Linked DNA regions of Mus musculus: region 2 is linked to region 1. Evidence: chromatin contacts called from public HiChIP or PLAC-seq data. All regions are on one chromosome and are shown on one strand. The core of a region is the stretch at or near the end of the contact, and the rest is flanking DNA. Distances in the headings are between cores, read along the strand shown. Region 1 holds the start of Phldb1 (pleckstrin homology like domain, family B, member 1). Region 2 has its middle 12 kb from the start of Gm30883.

Evidence for each region. HiChIP or PLAC-seq counts read pairs in DNA pulled down with a chosen protein or histone mark.
Region 2: a contact with region 1 is called in an H3K4me3 HiChIP or PLAC-seq map of bone marrow-derived macrophages, with 2.6 times the contacts expected there. The contact joins the enhancer-like site here to the promoter of Phldb1 in region 1. A contact is called at or near these places in 4 of 39 promoter capture datasets (the C10 cell line, frontonasal cranial neural crest, liver and 1 more), 1 of 484 Hi-C or Micro-C datasets (olfactory sensory neurons), 4 of 115 datasets of contacts at active chromatin or transcription factors (bone marrow-derived macrophages, embryonic stem cells and pancreatic cancer cells) and 4 of 9 other capture datasets (adipose tissue, embryonic stem cells, liver and 1 more).

What each region holds. Positions count from the first base shown.
Region 1 is chr9:44,733,720-44,736,693 of GRCm38.p6, forward strand. Phldb1 (pleckstrin homology like domain, family B, member 1) reads right to left here and starts at 1,479. Exons shown (of 22, transcript NM_153537.4): 1 at 1,406-1,479.
Region 2 is chr9:44,904,026-44,906,999 of GRCm38.p6, forward strand. No RefSeq gene overlaps it. Among named protein-coding and RNA genes, the nearest start is that of Gm30883, 12 kb to the left of the region's middle. Within about 2 kb of position 1,401, at least 145 of the 459 cell types and tissues checked have an H3K27ac peak or open chromatin away from gene starts, as enhancers often do. A contact at or near this core is called in adipose tissue, bone marrow-derived macrophages, pancreatic cancer cells and 1 more, where this site is marked.

The sequences.
Region 1 (2,974 bases), core at 229-2,728:
GGTTCGTGGATCTCCCCACAGCAGAGGCTCGGCCCTCCCCAGGCCACCGGGTGGGACAAGGCAGCAGTGTTGGGTCGCCTGCTGCGGCAGCCCCGCCCGTCCGGCCCCGGGGACAAGCGGCCTTTCTTCAGCAGGGCAGAGAGAGAAAAAGTCGCTTGTTTGCACAGCAGGGAAAGGGGGCGGCCTCGCAGCTGCAGGAAGGGGGCTGGCATGTGGAGGGAGGTGCGTGCGTGCGGGGAGGTTGCGTGAGTGGAGCAGTCTTCCCGGGCGACCCTTCCCAGCGCGTGGAGTGCGTGGTGTGAAGCGGACTAAGTGTGTGAAGTCGAGGCCCATGTGAGGATTCACGTGTGCACCCGTGGGGTGACACTGGACTGTCGGTGTGACGTGTCTTGCGGGTGCGCGGAGGTGAGGCGTGGGATGCTGTGCGTGGGAGCTGTGCGGACGCCCGTGTTAGTGGCCAGTTCTGTTTGTGTGACCGCTGTGGAGTGAGCCCGAAGTGCGATGAGTCAGTCTCCGGGAGCCTCCGGGACCGCTGAGCTAACGGGCCCAGAATGCAGCCCCACCCCGGCTCACTGGGTCCCCCGCCGGGCCGCGCAGTCGCGAGCCAAATCCCCGCTGCGCTGGCCTGGGCGGAAGCGTCCGCGGCGCCAGGGCAACCCCGCGCCCCACGACCCCACCCAGCCGCCTACCCTCGCTTCCCCATCCCGGGGGAGTCCGATGACGGCGCTCGACCTCGGCTGGGGAACTCCGCGCTGTTTTTGGATCCAGACCGCGGAGGCGGAGCGGGAGCCAACGGCTCAGTCATCCCAGGTCGCCGGGGACCCTCATAGATAACGGGGGTCCTGGAAAAGTGCCCAGGAGACCCTAGACATGGAAACCCCAGGATCCCTCCCTGACTCCCTCCCACGCCTCAGAGTTGAACTCCACATCTTTTTGAGTCCATCCAGGCAGCTGGAACGAGGACAAGAGCGGAGACGCCTAGGGGATCCCCCTTCCTGTGGTCCTGCTGATGTGGAGAGGAACCATGTGCGATGCTGTAGACAAGGTCCCGCGCGCGTACCCAACCCGAGACTGCAAGTGTGGGATACTGGCCATCGGGGTGCCCACAGGAGGATCTAGATCCCGCAAGACTTGGGGGGGGGGAATTCCTCCACTTAATACCAGGGCCCCCTCTGGCGGTGGCGCTGGCAACGACTCAGGAGGGCAAGAGCAAGCAGTTCGCCGAGGGCGGCCCACAAAGCCCCTTCCGCCAACGCACTCACCTGGCATGGCCCCCTTTTTCCGCACCTTTCTACCCAGTTCGCTGGGCCAGACTGGTCTCGTCTGGTCCCGGGGACTTTCCCTTCTGTAGACTCAGCCAGACGGCGAATGGAACCCCGAGGCATAGTGGGAGGGGCACGCTTACCTTGTGGGGAGTTGGGGGGACACCGGCCCCTTTGCCCAAGTGGGCCGCGGCGGCCTCAGGCTGGCGAAGACTCTGTTGCTTTTCCCCTGGAGCCAGCTGAGTAGGAGGAGAGGGAGACTGTCCCGCCCCGCTTCCCTGAGTCCCCGCCCCCATCCCGTCCTGTCCGCCTGGCCAGCTAGAGAAGACGCCCTTGTGGTGCTGGAGCCCAAGGCCCCCACCCAGCTTTTCCCACAGCAGCACCTCCCCCGCTTGCACAGCGCCCGCTTTGTTCATCTGTACAGCTGGGCTTTCCACCACCACCACCAGGGCCACCACCGTGCAAACTCTCCTCTCACCCTCCCCTTCCGACCCTCCTAGACCACCCTCCACTCTGGGCCTCGAAGCACTTCTTTATTTACCTCCGCCTACCCAAGATGCCTGAATCGTCCCCTGACTCCCCATGAGTCCTAGCGCAGCCCTACCACAGATGCTCAATTTCCTTTCAGAACATCAACTGAGGGCACCCAGGTCAGCCCCTACCCTTTGCTGTTCCAAGCCCCACCATAGAGAGTTGTCGATTTAATAATTGCACACCATGCTTCAGAAATGAACGTGAAGGCAAGGTCCGTTGAAAGTGTGCTGTAAGCCAAATGATGGTGGTCTTTTTCCCAGCACTCGGGAGGCAGAGGCAGGTGGATCTCTGTGAGTTCGAGACCAGACTGGTCTCAGAATGAGTTCAAGGACAGCCAGGGCTACACAAGAGAAACCCTGTCTCAAAAAACAAAAACAAACAAAAAAGTGTGGTGCAAACCACAGGACCCAGGAAAGCTGAATGGAGCCGGCCTTTTTGCCTCTGTCCATTCACCTCCACTAAAGAATTGTTGGGTTGCAGCTGGAGCTGGAGGCAGGGTAGAAAGACACCAGGTTGGCTGAAGAGTGGGAGTTTGAGGAAGAAAAGAGGGAGGGGGGCAGTCTATAAGCCCAGCCTGGCGAAGTCATTCAGCAGTCCAACCCGCACCCCGAAATCCAAGCTGACAGTGTAGCCGCACCTTGCAAAGCCTGCTCTTGCCCCAGGAGACGGCTGGGAGGCCTCATGGGAGCTGAACTCAGACTAGACTGGGCCTCTTTAACCTGCACTAAAGGATTGGCAGAGGCTTTTCCTCAGTGAAGGAACAAGCAGGAAGCCCCCAAGTCTGGCTTAAGGTCCAGATGGGATGGGTTGGAGAAAATTTAAAATGAAAGTCCTCTTTGGAATGGACAAACCCAGTTCTGTTCCAGTGGCTTTTGTTCTGTGTTCTCTCTCTCTCTCTCTCTCTCTCTCTCTCTCTCTCTCTCTCAGGAATGGCAGGAGACTGAACTGCAGGAATTTGGTCACTCATTGACAGAACTAGCATTAGTAGGGGGCATCCACAGCTGGCGATTAAACCTGAGACTGTGGAGCAATGAACAAGAGGGAGGAGGAGAAGGAGTCCTACCTGCCACCTCCTCTAGCTAACAGAGGTGACAAGTGCACTGTGGTCACCAGAAAGTCCCAAGATATAAGCAGCTTCTTTTTACCTCTCTTCGTATCATTTGAGGCTCAAGGAACAA
Region 2 (2,974 bases), core at 151-2,650, 170 kb after region 1:
GTGGCTTTGGCATTTACCTCCGGGGCTGTGGGGGTGAAGTTTGGATCCAAGAACTGGAAATCAGTTTGCTGCCAGATGTGGTGGTACACATGGCAGAGGCAGGAGGCAGCCTGATCTACTTAGTGAGTTACCAGAGTTACATAGTAAGAGCCTGTCTCAAAAAACAAAGTGAGAGAGAGAGAGAGAGAGAGAGAGAGAGAGAGAGAGAGAGAGAGAGAGAGAGAGAATCAGTTTGTGGTTGTAGGCTGTGGTAGTGACTTGGGTATTATATAACAAACCAATGTACACTAAGAGGACAAAGCTGTAATGAGGTTCATGGTAAGGCAGTGAGGAAGCCCCACTCTCCTGTCTGCTCAGTCATTGGTGCCTTCATTTGCTCTCCACGACTCTGAGTGTCCCTAGACTTGTTGGCCACTCTTCCATGGTGTTCTAATTGATGTTTTAGAGCACTTGTTTATTTTTGCTTGAGGCAGGATCTTACTATGCAGCCCTGCTGGCCTAGAAGGCCCTGTGTTGATTGGCTGGAGCAATCCTGTCTCTGCTTCTGGAGTCCTGGCATTATAAGTGCGTGCTATCAAGCTTGGCTTAAATAACTTTTTCTGTTGAGTTCTCTACCTTCTTGAGACCCAGAGTGAGATGACATTGGGGTAGAAATGCAGGCTGTCCTTAGGGGAAATGGTAGCTATTTTAACTGCAAGCTGTAATTCCAAACCACACAACAGTATTTTAATTGCTTTTGGATTTGACTACACTGGAATTGGAGTTTCTGAAGATAACCTTTTTTTTTTTTTTTTTTTTTTTTTTGCTTCATGCAAGAAGCCCAGGGTATAATCCTTATCAAAACTCATCTATGAGCTGCATGTTGAAACCCCTGTAAGGGAAAGCATGCTGTTTATGGTGTTCTTTCAGCGTTCACAGAGGATGTACCCTGAACTGTAGGCTTGTCTGAGGGAGAGAGTTCAGATGGTACATTTCTGAAGCATTCCAGGGATTTTCGGGAGTCTATTGCGTAAGTCTCCCGTAAAGGCTCTTCAGCTGCCCACCTCCTGTCTCTTCCTTCCTAGCCTCAGGCACAAGCATCTCTGCTCCAACAGCCAGCAAGCAACACAATGAATCAGGATCCAAATCTGTTTGAGCGCAGGAGGTTGAGATGCAGGAGTGAGTCAGCTGGCACCAGCTCGGGAGCAGTCTCAGCCTGCAGGCCTTCAGGAAGTGAGTCCCCCAGGCCAGCATCTCCCTCTGTGGCAGACTGCCACCAAAGCCTGCTGTTTATCAGCCCAGGACCAAACACAGCAAGTAGAGCTTGCTTTTCTCATATTTTGAAACCCTACTATATAAGCCAGATCATGGGATAGGCTAGGATGGCAAAGGTGACTTGGATACCATATTTTCCTTAAGCAACTTGCAGCGTAGTGAGGGAAATAAAGGTAAATGTAGCAATAGAGTACAATGATGTGGACTGTACAGCCACCCATCAAAGGCAAGGAATACAGTTCGGAAAATTTTGAAGAGACTGCTCAAAAGAAGCGATGAGCTGAAGAAAGGGAGACAGAGATGTGGCAGGTAGAAGAGGCCAGGACCAGAGGCAAGAGCTTTTATAAAATGTGGATCCTGAATAGACAAGCTGACTCTCCCCATCACAGTTTGTACAAGTGAGTTCTGTGTGCCTGGAGGTGCTAGTTCAGGCAAAGTGTACCACTTGCTGTGTTTGGTCCTGGGCTGATAAACAGCAGGCTTTGGTGGCAGTCTGCCACAGAGGGAGATGCAGGCCTGGGGGACTCACTTCCTGAAGGCCTGCAGGCTGAGACTGCTCCCGAGCTGGTGCCAGCTGAGTCACTCCTGCATCTATATTTATATGGGTGCAAACAGGGTAGGTGTGCGGATGATGTCTCTGAAGTGGAAGCGCTCCAACTGCTTACATTTTCTTAGTCAAGTGGGAAGCGAGATCATCTGTTGATAGAAATAATCATGGCCTAAGGAAAAGAACTACAATATGATTGGCAGGTCTTGTGGAGTGCCGTCTTAAGGTTCTGAGTACGAGTATAAAATGAAACTAGTCCTCTGGGTTGTTTTCTCCAGCTTCACTTAGCTTCACGGGTGAAGCACAGAGTACTTAGAGAAAGCCAAGGATGTGGTTTTGGCAATTTCCATGGTGAGAGGCAAGGAAGTTGAAGGTGTGCTCCAAAGAATGATAAGCATAGACTAGAGACTGTAAATAAGTCTGGGAAGTGAGGGGAAAGTCAAGGTTATGAGGGTCAATTTGCTCATGGTCAGCGTGTGTTCAAATAAACGCAGATGTGCCTTTCGGGGGCTGGGCTGGTAGGCGGTTAGGAAGGGATGCCGGTTTCGTGGACACAGGAAGCGGTGCTAACGAAAGGTAGGAGGCTGGTTGTTGGGAGTTTGGAGAACTGAGATGGGACCTGGGAACTTACCATTTCTAAGACCCTTGGTGGGGGCTGGAAAGATTGCTTATCAGGTAAGGTGCTTACCTTGACCCGAGGACCCAAGTTTGATCCCTGGAACCCATATCTTATGAAAGAATCAACTCTCACATGTCCTCTGATCACTACAAGTGTTCCACACACATACAAAATAAGCAGTTGTTACAGAGATCCTTAGTGGCAGTGATGCTGCAATTTTGGCAATCAATGGCCTGCATGTGTGTTGCAGAGTAGTGTTATAGCAGTGGCTCTCAGCCTGTGGGTCTCGCCCCCCAGAGGCTCGCAGGTCAGATATCCTATATCACAACCACATGTACATTACGATTGACACCAGAAGCAAAGTTACAGTTATGAAGGGGCAACAAAAGAATTTTATGGTTGTGGGTCACCACGCGAGGAACTGTGTATATAAAAGGGTCACAGTGTTAGAAGGTTGAGGACCACCGTGTTATAGAGTGACAGTGAACCAAGAGAAAAAAATGGCCAAGAGATAAAAGGGAGTGTGACCTGGTGAATGATTGGTAGGCAACCAT